Linked DNA regions of Zea mays: all the other regions are linked to region 1. Evidence: chromatin contacts called from public Hi-C data. All regions are on one chromosome and are shown on one strand. The core of a region is the stretch at or near the end of the contact, and the rest is flanking DNA. Distances in the headings are between cores, read along the strand shown.

The links. A called contact is a pair of places that touch in the nucleus more often than the background predicts.
Region 2: a contact with region 1 is called in a Hi-C map of ear, with 3 times the contacts expected there. The contact joins the promoter of LOC100283879 here to the promoter of LOC100277379 in region 1. A contact is called at or near these places in 2 of 25 Hi-C or Micro-C datasets (ear and tassel).
Region 3: a Hi-C map of bundle sheath shows a contact between it and region 1, with 6 times the contacts expected there. The contact joins the promoter of LOC103634962 here to the promoter of LOC100277379 in region 1. A contact is called at or near these places in 5 of 25 Hi-C or Micro-C datasets (bundle sheath, ear, endosperm and 2 more).

Annotation. Positions count from the first base shown.
Region 1 is chr8:25,172,438-25,176,562 of Zm-B73-REFERENCE-NAM-5.0, forward strand. LOC100277379 reads left to right here and starts at 2,232. Exons shown (of 2, transcript XM_008657550.4): 1 at 2,232-2,883; 2 at 2,999-3,311. The coding sequence starts at 2,771. The coding sequence ends at 3,236. LOC100274451 reads left to right here. Exons shown (of 5, transcript NM_001148810.1): 5 at 535-961.
Region 2 is chr8:25,768,398-25,772,522 of Zm-B73-REFERENCE-NAM-5.0, forward strand. LOC100283879 (SEC13-related protein) reads left to right here and starts at 2,442. Exons shown (of 2, transcript NM_001348977.1): 1 at 2,442-2,595; 2 at 3,870-4,125. The coding sequence starts at 3,937.
Region 3 is chr8:24,585,783-24,589,907 of Zm-B73-REFERENCE-NAM-5.0, forward strand. LOC103634962 (SCAR-like protein 2) reads left to right here and starts at 1,810. Exons shown (of 10, transcript XM_008657535.4): 1 at 1,810-2,611; 2 at 3,629-3,792; 3 at 3,942-4,065; 4 at 4,125. The coding sequence starts at 2,424.

The DNA.
Region 1 (4,125 bases), core at 982-3,481:
ATTTTGTCCTCTTTTTTTTCGTACACAATATTTTCTTAAACTTATTGAGGTACTTGATTGTCTTATTCTGTCCCTTTCCCTACCCTTGAGGCCTAGACAATATCCTCCAGAGCCTTGGCGAATTAGAATAAGTGCAGCAATTTTAGTCATTTAGTTTGTTATACATAATGGGATGTACATCTGAAGCCAAATGTAGCATATATAGATGTCTTGATTTGATACATTACCACAAGCTGCACTAAGTTTAAACTGTTTAAGTGACTGGTTTTTGTTCTATTTCCTAGTGTTATTGCAAGGCGCTTATGGCATACTTGTTCTTTTTTTTCCCCTATCATTTATACTCATTATTTTATGTATTTTTTTTTGTCCAGTGAGGTTGTTTCACTACTCGTTTTGCATAAAATTTTGTTTCTTTTAAAGCAAGTTTTTAGCGAATCATGGTACGGAATAAATAAACTGATTAAATTATAACTAGTTTCATGATCACACGATCATGAATGATGAATCTGACATGTAGAACTTCCTTCTGTGCAGATATTGATGGGGGCACTGGAAAGGACATAGCAACTTAGTTCAACTAAGGAAGGATTCTAGCGTGAAATTGTCGGGCGGCGACTGTTGTAAATTTTGGTCATATAGGAACTCTAACCCAGTGCCATGCTGTTTGTCGTTTTGTCCACACAAGTGGTTGTCCGATATAGCACATGCTCCGATTTCATTTGTACAACTACCCGCAGTTGTGTAGGGTGCCGTGTTTGCCTAGTCGTCGAGCTGCAAGTTACCTCACATTGGAATTGGATAGGAGGAGACCTGAAACCTGGGGCAGTGAAACAAGTGGCGAGGTGAAGACCAGGAACCTGGCGAGCCTCGCCCTGTTGTAAGATGGTACGATTGCTATAGCCGTGTAATTTTTTTTTGTTGAATCAGTTTTCATTTTTAGTAAAAGGTTTGCATTGCCATTGATCGTCCTCTCTTGTTGCCCCGCCTCTCCTAGTTGAGCTGCTCATGTGTTCTAACTTTGCAACTGCTAGTCCATCTGATCCCTTTACTTTGCGATCGCCCTGAGCTGCTGAGAGTGCAGCAGTACACCTTGCAGTTGCAACGGTGAAGGAGAAGCATCTGACAGTTTGAATGGTGGAGAAGCGTCTGACGGTTTGAATGATGATCCTTATATACATTTGTGCCACCTATTCTCCTATGTTTCAGTTTTACGTTCCACTTCTTCTATATTTCACGTCCTAAAAAAATTTAAGATGATTTTAGATAATACTCTTTGTGCAACTAAATAATACTCTTATCCCATAAAATAAGACGTGCATGTTTTTTTAAAAAAAGTCAACGTAACTTTGACTAACAATTCAACCAAAAATGCATATTTTTTAGTGTATGTATGTTATATACCTGAATTTGTATTAAAAATGCTTTAACATGATGCTCATTGTGTATTTAATGATGGCATATTTTCAAAAAAAAAAATGGTCAAAGTTCTGCTTTAAAGACCATGCAAAAAAATAAAGTATATTATTATTATTACTACTATGGTTATTTGTTATTTGATTTTATATTGTAATATATTAAATATTTGTCGTTGTTTGGTTATAGAAATAACCCTTAGTTCCTGTCGTGTGTTTTCCTCTCTACGCGCATGTAGCAAGTGTTTCCAACGGCTAGCGAAATAAAATATTAGGGTGCGTTTGGTTCAATGTACAAGGAGGGATGGAATGAGGCCGCCACATTTTCTATAGTGTTTGGTTGAGAGTCAAGCGGGGGCGAGGTGAACACTGGAGTGATTTTTGGGAGCGGCGTGATCCCAAAAAATCGAGGAGACGATGTCGCCCCCGATTCATCCTACTTTGACCTCAAACCAAACATATTATTAATAATTTGAACCATGGTCTCTAGCAAGACCTTCCTTTATATAACTCATATTGGTTTGTATAGTAGAGAGAAACTATATATTAAATATGAAAATAGTAGTGATGCACGAGCAACTAACTAGTTGTTGATTGTTTTTGTAAATCCATCCTAGATCAAGTTTTGTCTTATTCTTGATTTTGCCTAGTTTTTTTATTCTTGCAATCGAAAATCGAATTGCAACAAGTATTTTTTTTAAAAAATAAACATGTGTAATAACCTTGGTCCGAAACGAACTTAAAATTCTGAGTCAGGCCTCAGGCAGTCAGGCATCTTGTTGATTGCGAAATCATTGAGGTTGGTTGGACACCTGGACCTGGACGAGAAGAACTCAACGAGAACGTGGGAGGACAAGACAGGAGGAGGCAGCCGGCGGGCGGCGGCGGCCCACGGGCACGGGCGCCACGGCCAAACGCGTGCGCCATCAGTCAAACTCCGCCCACGGACTCCCGTGACGTGGCCGGCGAGTGCGTTGGGGCCTTGGGGGAGCTGGCCAACGGTTCCGTTGTCGCTCCATCGCTGCCGTCCGCCACGCCATCCCCGACGGAAACTGCCCTGCCGCGGCTGCCTCACTGTCTGCCAGACTGCCCACCCGGCCCCGTCTATCCCTTGGAAAGTCAGACGAGAAAGCGTGCTGGGCACCGCAAGGAAAGCGACCACGAAACCGCGCGCCTCCTGCCTCTCCATCTTCTCCATATATACTACCTATCGACCGTGTCCGGCGGGCCGGACCTCTTGTCGTCTTGGTGCGCGCGCTCGGTTTCCCTTCCTTTTTCCCTCGCGCGCGGCCAACCTAGAAAGCGACGGCGGAGCCGGAGAGGGAAGGGGAGGCGGGCCGGCTGGTCAAGGGCGGACGATGTGCTGCGGCGGCGACGGGGAGTGCCGGCCGCTCGGGTGGCTCCTGGGCCTGCCCTTCGCGCTGCTCGCCGTCCTCGTCTCCTTCGTCGGCGCCGTCATCTGGATCATCGGGTGCGTGGTTTCCTTCTTGTTCGATCTTGCTCCCCTTTATTTTCTTCTTCTCCCTTCTCCCGTTAAAGTAAGCAGATTAACTGATAGCTTCAGTCCGTTTGGTCCGTGCATCCAGGCTGCCCATCTCGTTTATGCCCCTGCTGCCTCTGCGTGACGGTGCTGCTGGAGGTGGCCGTGGAGCTCGTCAAGGCGCCGCTCCATGTCATGACCTGGTTTACCTCCAAGATCCCCTGCTAGCTGTCCCCTGCTTTCTGCTGTGCGGATCATACATACATCTTGCTTTAGCCGGAGAGGTTGCTGTACTGTACTGTACTGTTGTTTCGTTTCGTCGTCGCTTGGTCCGTTCGTCCTAGTGCTACTTTGGGTTTCTGCGATTGATTTTTCAGACTAGCTTGTTCTTGAATTGAATGCATGGACTTGTGCTGCCAGCGCCCTGGCTAGCTACGACGATCAGATCAGCCGGCAGCCCGGCACACTGACTTTGGTCACGGCTGCCTTCATGGCGTAGGTTTTTGCGTGTGTTCCGCAGGGAATCCGCATGAAAATCCGTCTGAAATTGCGAGCGGAGCGGTTCCAGAATCCAAACTTGCAAGTTCCGCCTCCGCCTCCGCCGGCTGGGGCGAAGATTCCGCCGAGTGGGCCTGGGGGTCGCTTGGGTAGTTTGGATTTAAGCGACTGCTCCGCACTAGGCCAAAAGGCTCAACTTTCCTTCTCGGCCCATGCCCATTCTAAACCGTACTACCTACTCCGCTCCTAGGAGATTCAGGGTTCAAAACTGTATATCGAACTATAAAGAATTATAGATGTATCTCATATGTGCGTCAAAAAAGAACAACACATACAATTACAAGCACATAGAGATAAATGTCATAAATATCATAAATGTACTTATTACATAGGCGTAAGTCTTACAAAATAAATGATAAATATAAAATAAACTAAATCTTATTTCCCTGGCGCCACAAAGCTGACTGGGAGACGCCACCTAAATTAAGTCGAACTTCTCGCTGGGCGGCTCCTCTTGAACCACATGTTCTTCTCATGTGAGGGGTGTGAGACAGCAATGGTGAGCTTTGTCGGTACCCTGAAACTAGGGTACCCCTTACTACTGTGTAAAGACGCAGTGGCCACACGGCTATCACTTAGTCGCGTGGTAAAGGTGCTATGTGTGGGACTAGGCCATGACTCGCCCCAGTCTCAGGCGACTACTCTGGGTCCACAACAGCGCCCGACTCCACCACA
Region 2 (4,125 bases), core at 1,192-3,691, 600 kb after region 1:
AGGTAAAAACAAGAAATAGACTTGATTGATCGATTGTTGGGGGTTCAATCGGTTGTAGCCCTTCATCTATATAAAGGGGGAGGTCTGGATCCGCTACAAACTGTTTCCCGAGCTAATCCCGCGGTTTTAGGTAACAAATCCCGCGAGAAACTAGGAACCCTAACTGACTCTGCGCACGCGCGGACCTTCTGCGCTACCACCGCGGACCGTCCTCGCGGCCTTTTTCTGTGTTCAACACCTGCCTCGCTTCCTTGGTAGAGGTGTATTGGACCCGTACAACCCCGTGGCAGATGAGTAACATGACTTGTGGGTAAATGGTACAACCTCTGCAGAGTGTAAAACTGGTATACTAGCCGTGCTCGTGGTCATGAACAGCTCACGACTCTCGCATGGTTAAACTATGGAACTAAATTCAATTTGTCATTTGCATTGCATGTGATTTATTATTAATTTTGTTCTATTATTATTCTGGTATGATATTTACTTACATATAGTAATTGCTAATAAAATTTGACCAACTTATTAAAAGCAATGCTCGGCTTGAACTCCTATTGTTGAACAATTTTACACTTTACATGAACTCATACCTTTGGTGAGTTCATGCACATTATTCTCTACAATTTGTTGAGCTATGATTTTTTGTGAGCTCACACTTGTGATATATAACTATAGATGGCCATTTGGCACTAACACGATGGGCCGGCCCAGGCACGGCACGAAAAAGCACGGTCCAGGCACGACCCGGTCCGGTTAGTATAGTGCCAGTGCCTGGCACGGCACGGCTATAGTGCCGTGCCTGGGCCACTATCTCGACCCGTAGTGCTGGCACGGGCACGACACGGTTACATTTTTTATTTTAAAAATAATAGTTTACATATATTAATTATAAGAATTCAACATATAACACAATAAAACTGCAGTTGCACTGGTTAGATGGATGCGTTTAAGCTTCTTACTCACTAGGTTGTGGGTTCGAGCCCTCACAACTACACATTTTTTGCTAAATTCTACAATATACTCAGATGGGCCATAGTGCCACCGGGCCGGCCCGGCACGACTAACAGACTCACGGGCCGTGCCTGGGCCGCGGCAGCGGCACGCCGGCCCATCTGGGCACGGCACGGTTCACTAGCCGGGCCTGGCGGGCCGTGCCGCCGTCGGGCCGTGCCGGCGACGGGCCGTGCCGGGTCGGGCCGTGCCGGCCCGTTTGGCCATCTATATATATAACCCTCCACAGGAGAAGAACATATGGTCCAGCCGTCCAGGAGGAGCCGTACAATGAGGGGTACGAGTTAATCTAGGTAGTGTCTCTCAGTCAGCTTTATAACGCTAATGATGGACGTTTAGTTTGCTTTATATTTATCATTTATTTTTGTAAAACTTCCGCTACGTAATAATATTTTGTGACATTTATCTCTATATATTTTATTATTTTCTTCTTTAGCGTATATATGAGATATACTCAGCTTTATCCTTTAAATTCGGGTGTGATAATAATATACTCGGTATATACTTCGGGGCCAGAGCGGCCGCGCACCCTCCCCTGGCCGGCCATGTGTTTGTAGTTGGTTTACCCTAACGTACGTCCTAAAGGTCTCCTTGGTTCTGAGCTTCTGACCGAACGATGAACGCGTGGTACAACTTGTGACTATTGCATTACTTGCATGCAGCAATAATACAGTATATATAGTTATATAGCAAGGCAAGAACTGAAGAAAGATGATGGATCGGGGTGACGACTGACGATGGGGCGGAACTGCGCAAGTGAATGGAAGCATGTGATGGCACCTGTAGTTTATTTAAGATATATACTACTGCCCTCTTGTCGAATTCAGATCGGCCGGCTTTATTCGGATCATGCGCGGCCCGGGTAAGTAATGCTGACGTTTCAGTGTTATCAGCAGTAGTGCGCGTGATGTTGGGATGATCGAGGGCGTTTTTGGCAGAGAAGCCGAGACAGTGGCTTTTGCCTTTTTGGCCTGGAGAAGAAGGCTCCCTCTCTGGAAACATGTGCTAGGGAATATTTGGTGGCGTCAGGCTACGTCACGCACGGTGCCGTCATCATCACCATGGTTGCTGCGTTGTGCGTTTGCTTGTTGCTTCAGATCCAATCCAATGCAGCACCGCCACCGGCTACGACTACGAGCCCACAGGAAGCGGAGAAGAAGACGTCAGCACCCGCCGCCGGCCGCTCCAATTCGACCAGGCCAGGCCAGGCCGTGCGCGCGGGGGACGGACGATGCATGCAAGCGGCAATGGAGAGGGAGCCGAACGCTGGCTGGACCACCTTCTCCGACTCTCTCCGTGGCCTGATATCACGGCAACGACAAACAAACAGTGGGCCTAGCCCAACTGCATTCCTCGTTGGGCCATTTCGGCCGCGATCTGCAACCGGTTAAAGCGTCCCAAGCCCGGTACCAGTATCACCCAAAAGGCCGTATAGGCCCAGCACGCGTCCTGAGGGCCGCGCCGTCCAGTCCTCGCCAATTCCCATTCCGGTTCCGGCTTCCGCCGCCAGCGGCAGCAATCCCCTCCTCCTCCTCCCTGTCCCTGGACGCCGGCGCCGGCGTCGGCTCCTCATCGTCCGCGGGTAAGGCAAGAACTCTCGGCTCAATCTTCTTCCTCCCCACCTCCTCGGGTGTACCCAGCGATCGATTTGGTCCTGACCCGCGTGGAATCGGTTGGTCGTTTCATCTGTGGTACCACGCCCAGCCAGCCTAGCCTAGGTCGGGCCGCAAGTCCTACGGGGCGGCCTGTTCACCGTAGGGACGGATTTTTTTGGGAAAACGCTTTTATTAGTTTCGTATAGGCAGCATATTATAGGGATCTCGCAGATCCAACCCTTCGACCCTTTCTGTTTTGGGTGTCTGGCACCGGGACGTGTTCGCTAGCGCTCGTGTTCGTCGATTCGGATTTCTGAGCATACCCAAGTCTAGCAGTGACGCAGAGGAGGGAGTGCAGCTACAGATTTTTTCAGTGAGGCAGAGGAGGGACTGCAGCTACTTATTTAGGTTGTGGTATTTGGTTCTACACCCTTCTGCTGCAAATGTATGCTGCTAGGTTGGTTGAAGATAGATGCAAATATTGTTTTTTTTCCTTCTCAAAACCAAGTCCCAGTGTGTTCTACACTTGTATTGATTCGTGCTGGATGTTTCTGCAAAACAAGTATGCTTTTGCCGTCTTCGGTTCACAAAAAAAAACCTAAACGATCCAGTCTTCTATTGTAGCATCATAAAGTTACGAAGATGAGTTATCTTCGTGAGATTAGTATTTATTAGTGACATCACTGTCTGCATATATTTTTGCTTCAAACCTCTGTTGTCTCAGCTCTTTAAGCTATTTTGGGTCTATTTCAGGGTTTGGTTATGAATATGCATGGTTTGAAAATTTCAAACAAGTGCAAAAGACATTATCTTGCCAGATGTACTGCATTTTATGTGTATAATGCTGGACTATGTTTTCCTACTTCTCTTCCAAAAATAATGCCCCGTCGCCATTCTGGAACATTGCTAACTGGTGGGTTGGCGTTATTTTCCTGATCCTGTGATAGATATACCATTGCCCAGTATCTGGAGCTTGGTAAGCTAATTTTAGATGAAATTTATTGTTCAGAGGTGTATCCTCAATCAAATCGTCCTGTGTTTTAGCATGCAATCTGGCGAACAATGAACTTGGCCCATTGTGGAAAACATCCACACACTTCCACGCACGCATGGTATTGTGTAGACCATCAGTGTTCTGTATAACTTCATATGAATATATGATGTTTATCTCGGTAACATTTTTAGCTACTAAGTGTGCATACCTTTTGTACTTATGTTATTTTTTGATTTATCATCTATCTGATATCCTCACTTTTATTCATATAGGAGACTGAAGTGGTGAACGCGGAAGAAGGTTGTCATTTTGCTAAGTTAAAGTTAGATCATTGGAGCAATGCCGCCCCATAAGATCGAGACGGGGCACCAAGATGTGGTGCATGATGTCGCCATGGATTACTATGGCAAGCGCCTAGCTACATCCTCCTCTGATAATACAATAAAGATCATTGGCGTAAGTGGAACCTCACACCAGCAGCTTGCAACTTTGAGTGGACACCAGGGCCCAGTATGGCAAGTCGCATGG
Region 3 (4,125 bases), core at 560-3,059, 590 kb before region 1:
AATTAGAGTATGTGATGTAATTTTACTTTTGTTATGAACATTAGACAATAAATTGAACTTACGAACTTTGTATAGAGCTGATTATACTCTTTTTTCTCCTAACAAAATGATTTGTAAACGAGGTAGTCATTGCATAGTTGTGGTAAATTTAATACAAATATTAAGTTTGCTTTTGTTCATATTTATTTGTCTTATCTTTTATTTGTTTTATTATTTTTTGAATTTAGGGCTCTGATGTGAATTTTAGGCCAAAAATTGAATTTCGGGCCCTAATGTGAATTTCAGGCTTTTATAATTTCGGGCCGGCCGAAATGAGCCCGACACGTTTAAGCAATTACGGGTCGGGCCGTGGACCGAAAGCTAGGCTCATGGGTCGGTCCGGGACGGCCCGAAATTCAAATAATACGGGCCTTTTCGGGCTTGGGCCGGCCGGGCGGCCCGAATGTACACCTATACCTCCATCTTTGTATTTGTCCGTCGCTACTCGCTACAGGTGCCATTATGCCAACAACCGAAACAGAATTCGACGCCCTTTCTTCCGTTGGAACTTGGAACCAGGTAAAGGCGGTTTCTATAAGACCGTCTTCAGCAACAGCCTCTATATTCATCTTTTATATCCGTTATTTACAGTCTTCTCTAATAATTTCATTCTCTATATCTTCTTCCTCTCCAATAACACTCTCTATACTCAAATATCTATGTTAAAGATATTTTATTTTTATTTTTTTACATACGTATTTGTAATACTCTCAAATGTATTGTACAAATTTTAGTTTTTCTAAACCGTTTATTTAAAGTATTTAAATAAATAGAGGTCCGTTTAGAGAAATTATAAATATATATAGAGAATCTAGCAGCATCCTCTTAATTTAGAGTATCGTTTAAAGAACGCTGCTGTAGAGCATGGATAACTGTTTGATCCTCTATATTTAGAGTAGATAACTTTTTAGAGGTCTTTGCTGGATCCACCATGTGTCGTCTATGGCTCGATGCTCATTTCCGCGTCCGCCCTCAGCCTTAGATTTGTCTAACGTATTAGGCCAGCCTGAGATTTAAGAAGTTTTTTTGTTAAAAAACAATCACTAAATATATATATATATATAATACTTTCATCAATTATATCTTCAAATAACTTCATTATAAAAATATATTTTATGATCAATCCGGTGTACGGACTGTACATCATAGAAAACACAGTTCCATTTTATATGCATCTAATCAAACATCTTTAAACAAAAAAAATTAAAGAAAGCCCCAATGTCCCCCCTTTTAGATTACATTACGTTACATTCCACGGGATCATTGAGCTAGCTAGAACAGGAACCACTGGCACCTGCTCAGCCGCCGCCATCATTAGTCATGCCCGACGGACCTCACATCAAGTACAAAAGCGCTCACGTAAACACTTGACCCAATAATTAGATCTACCCTAAGATCCGCCCACCCTCCTCCCAAAGGACATCTCAAAAGAAAAGAATGGCAGGCAGGTTGCCCGCCTGCAATGATTTAGGCAAGCTCTGTAACAACACAAACATTGTGTTTGTACGTACGTACACTTTTTTTTATATTTCACTCGCACAGTTTGACAAAAGGGGGAAAAAACAACAACACTCCAGTGAATTATTAAGAAAGGACTAATAATGTATAGAAGAAGCATCATCTCAATTCTCAAGCGCGGCGCGGCTGACATGACCAGGCCACCACCAAACACTAGACTGGACTGGCCCAAATCGCATGCCCCAAGATTTGATTCTGTTCAGGTCCCAAAGTCCACGGTGAACAACAACACGGCCGGCCGGCAGAAACCGCGGCCTGACCCGGCGGACGCGGGCACTGACTGACCGGAACAAAGGAAAGCCAAGCAGCAGCCGCACCGGCGCACGCACCCACGGCCACGACCCACCTGCGGGCGGCGCTCAACCCGAGTGGATGTGGACGGAGCCGCCCGCAGGCCGCACGACAGACAGAGATAGAGAGAGAGCACAGGCGGCCACGCCCGCTCCTACCACCGCACCGCATCGCCACTTACCCCTCGTGCCGCCGCGCTGCCTTTTCCTCCCCGCGTCCCTTTCGTCCCTCACCTTGTCGGAGACCGACGCACCCCCCCTCTCCGCTCTCCGCTCCTCCTCCCCACACCCCACCCCACCCGCTCTCCAGTCCACCTCACGCTCACACTCCCGCAGCCCGCCCGCCAGCCGCCATCCTGCTGCCACCTCTTTCTTCCTTGCGGGGGCGGCAACCAGGCGCACGGCACCTGCTCCCTCCCACTCCCACTCCCACACCGCGCCAGCCACCAGAATAAAGCAGCCGTTGCGGCGTCGCGTCGGCGAGCACAGCGCAGCGCAGCGCGCAGCGGCCCGGGTGCATGAGGAGGGGGCGGCGGCTGCCGAGGCCGAGGCTGTGACGAAGGAGCGCGGAGGGCGATGCCGCTGGTCAGGTTCGAGGTGCGGAATGAGGTGGGGCTGGGGGACCCCGGCCTCTACGGCGGCGGAGCTGCCGCTGCCGCCGCCGCCACCGCCGCCGCGGGGGAGGAGGAGCCCAAGGCGCTGCTCGAGGGCGTCGCCGTCGCGGGCCTCGTCGGGATCCTGCGCCAGCTCGGAGATCTCGCGGAGTAAGGCCCTGCTCCCTCCCTCCCTCGCTGCCTCCTCCTCCTGCCCGGTCTATGCGCGCCTTCGACCTGCCGCCCGCCGGTGCGCGTCTCTGTGGTCTGGTTCCCGCCTGGATCTGCTACGCTACGTGTTTAACGGCTCCCGGCGGGGATGGTTGGGTTTTTTGGGCTCGGCCCTGTGGTTGGGACTTGGGATTGGGAGAATGGGAGTGAGATGAAGTAGTGGGATCTGTTAGAGCAGTGTTGAGGTGGTTGAATTCGCTTAGGGTGAACGAGCGCTGTGATGTGCCATAGCAACAGGAACTGTTAGAGCAGTGTTTGCGTGTGCCGGCTGTTCAAAATTGTGGCACTATCTGGGAATGATTTGGATGTCCTTCTGTAGCAGCGGCGGTCTTTGGGTTTTTTTTTTCTGAGGTCTAGTGTTAGGACTGGATTGGATGGCGCTAAGGTTTCAGGTTTCCGGAGCGGCATATGGCATAACAGCTATATCTGCTGGGATCATTCAGCTGGTTTTTTTCGGCCGCATTCGCTCTTTAGAGGAGGACACACTTTCCTGAATCAGTGCTGATTGGCTTTGTTTCTCGGGTGCGACATGGAGGTCTTAAGTAAGATCTTGTCTTAGCTTACAATTTATGTTTGCAGAAAGTCTCTTTTTAATCTTGTATTCTTATATGAAGCAACTAGTGAGTTTTGAAAGGCTCTGTTTTAGAATTTAGATTGCTTAGCGGCTGTCTGACTGGACGCATTTTTGTTGGCTTGATGTTGGTAAATGTTTGTCTCAAGAGTTCTTTGCTAATTTTGGCTGGAGAATCTCCATGGGTTCTGGTAATTGCCATTTCTTGCTAGGGCAAAACTGTTGCCACTCCGAGGGGGTTTGTTTTTGTCTGTTAATGCTTCTATCATTTTTTCCCTTTGTATAACCTATGGACAGTTTACTTACGTACTGTGTTCCTTGATATACTAATAAATCTTAAAAAATAATATTTGGTGAAATTGATGTGCTAGCTTTGGTCATACCAGATTCGCGGCTGATGTTTTCCATGACCTACACGAGCAAGTTATAGCTACATCTGCTAGGGGTCGCAAGGTGCTGACTCGAGTACAGAACATCGAAGCAGCACTTCCATCTCTCGAAAAGGCTGTGAAGAATCAGAAGAGTCACATACATTTTGCCTATGTTCCGGGTAATTATTTATTCATTACTCCATTGATGTCTAAAAGTACCCTGATCATGATTGTCCATTATAGTATTTGAATGTCTCTCTTGTCCATCTTGAATTCTTTGAGATCAATATTATCTTGCAATCTTACAGAATTTACTAATAAAACACAGGCTCTGATTGGCACACTCAGCTTCAAAATGAGCAAAATCACCTGCTAGCGACTGATCTGCCTCGTTTTATGATGGATTCGTATGAAGAATGCCGAGATCCGCCACGGCTTTACCTTCTTGATAAGTAAGGGCTGAAGCTTTCCTTAATAAACATTTTTCATATCTAAAATTATTTCCTTCCAGA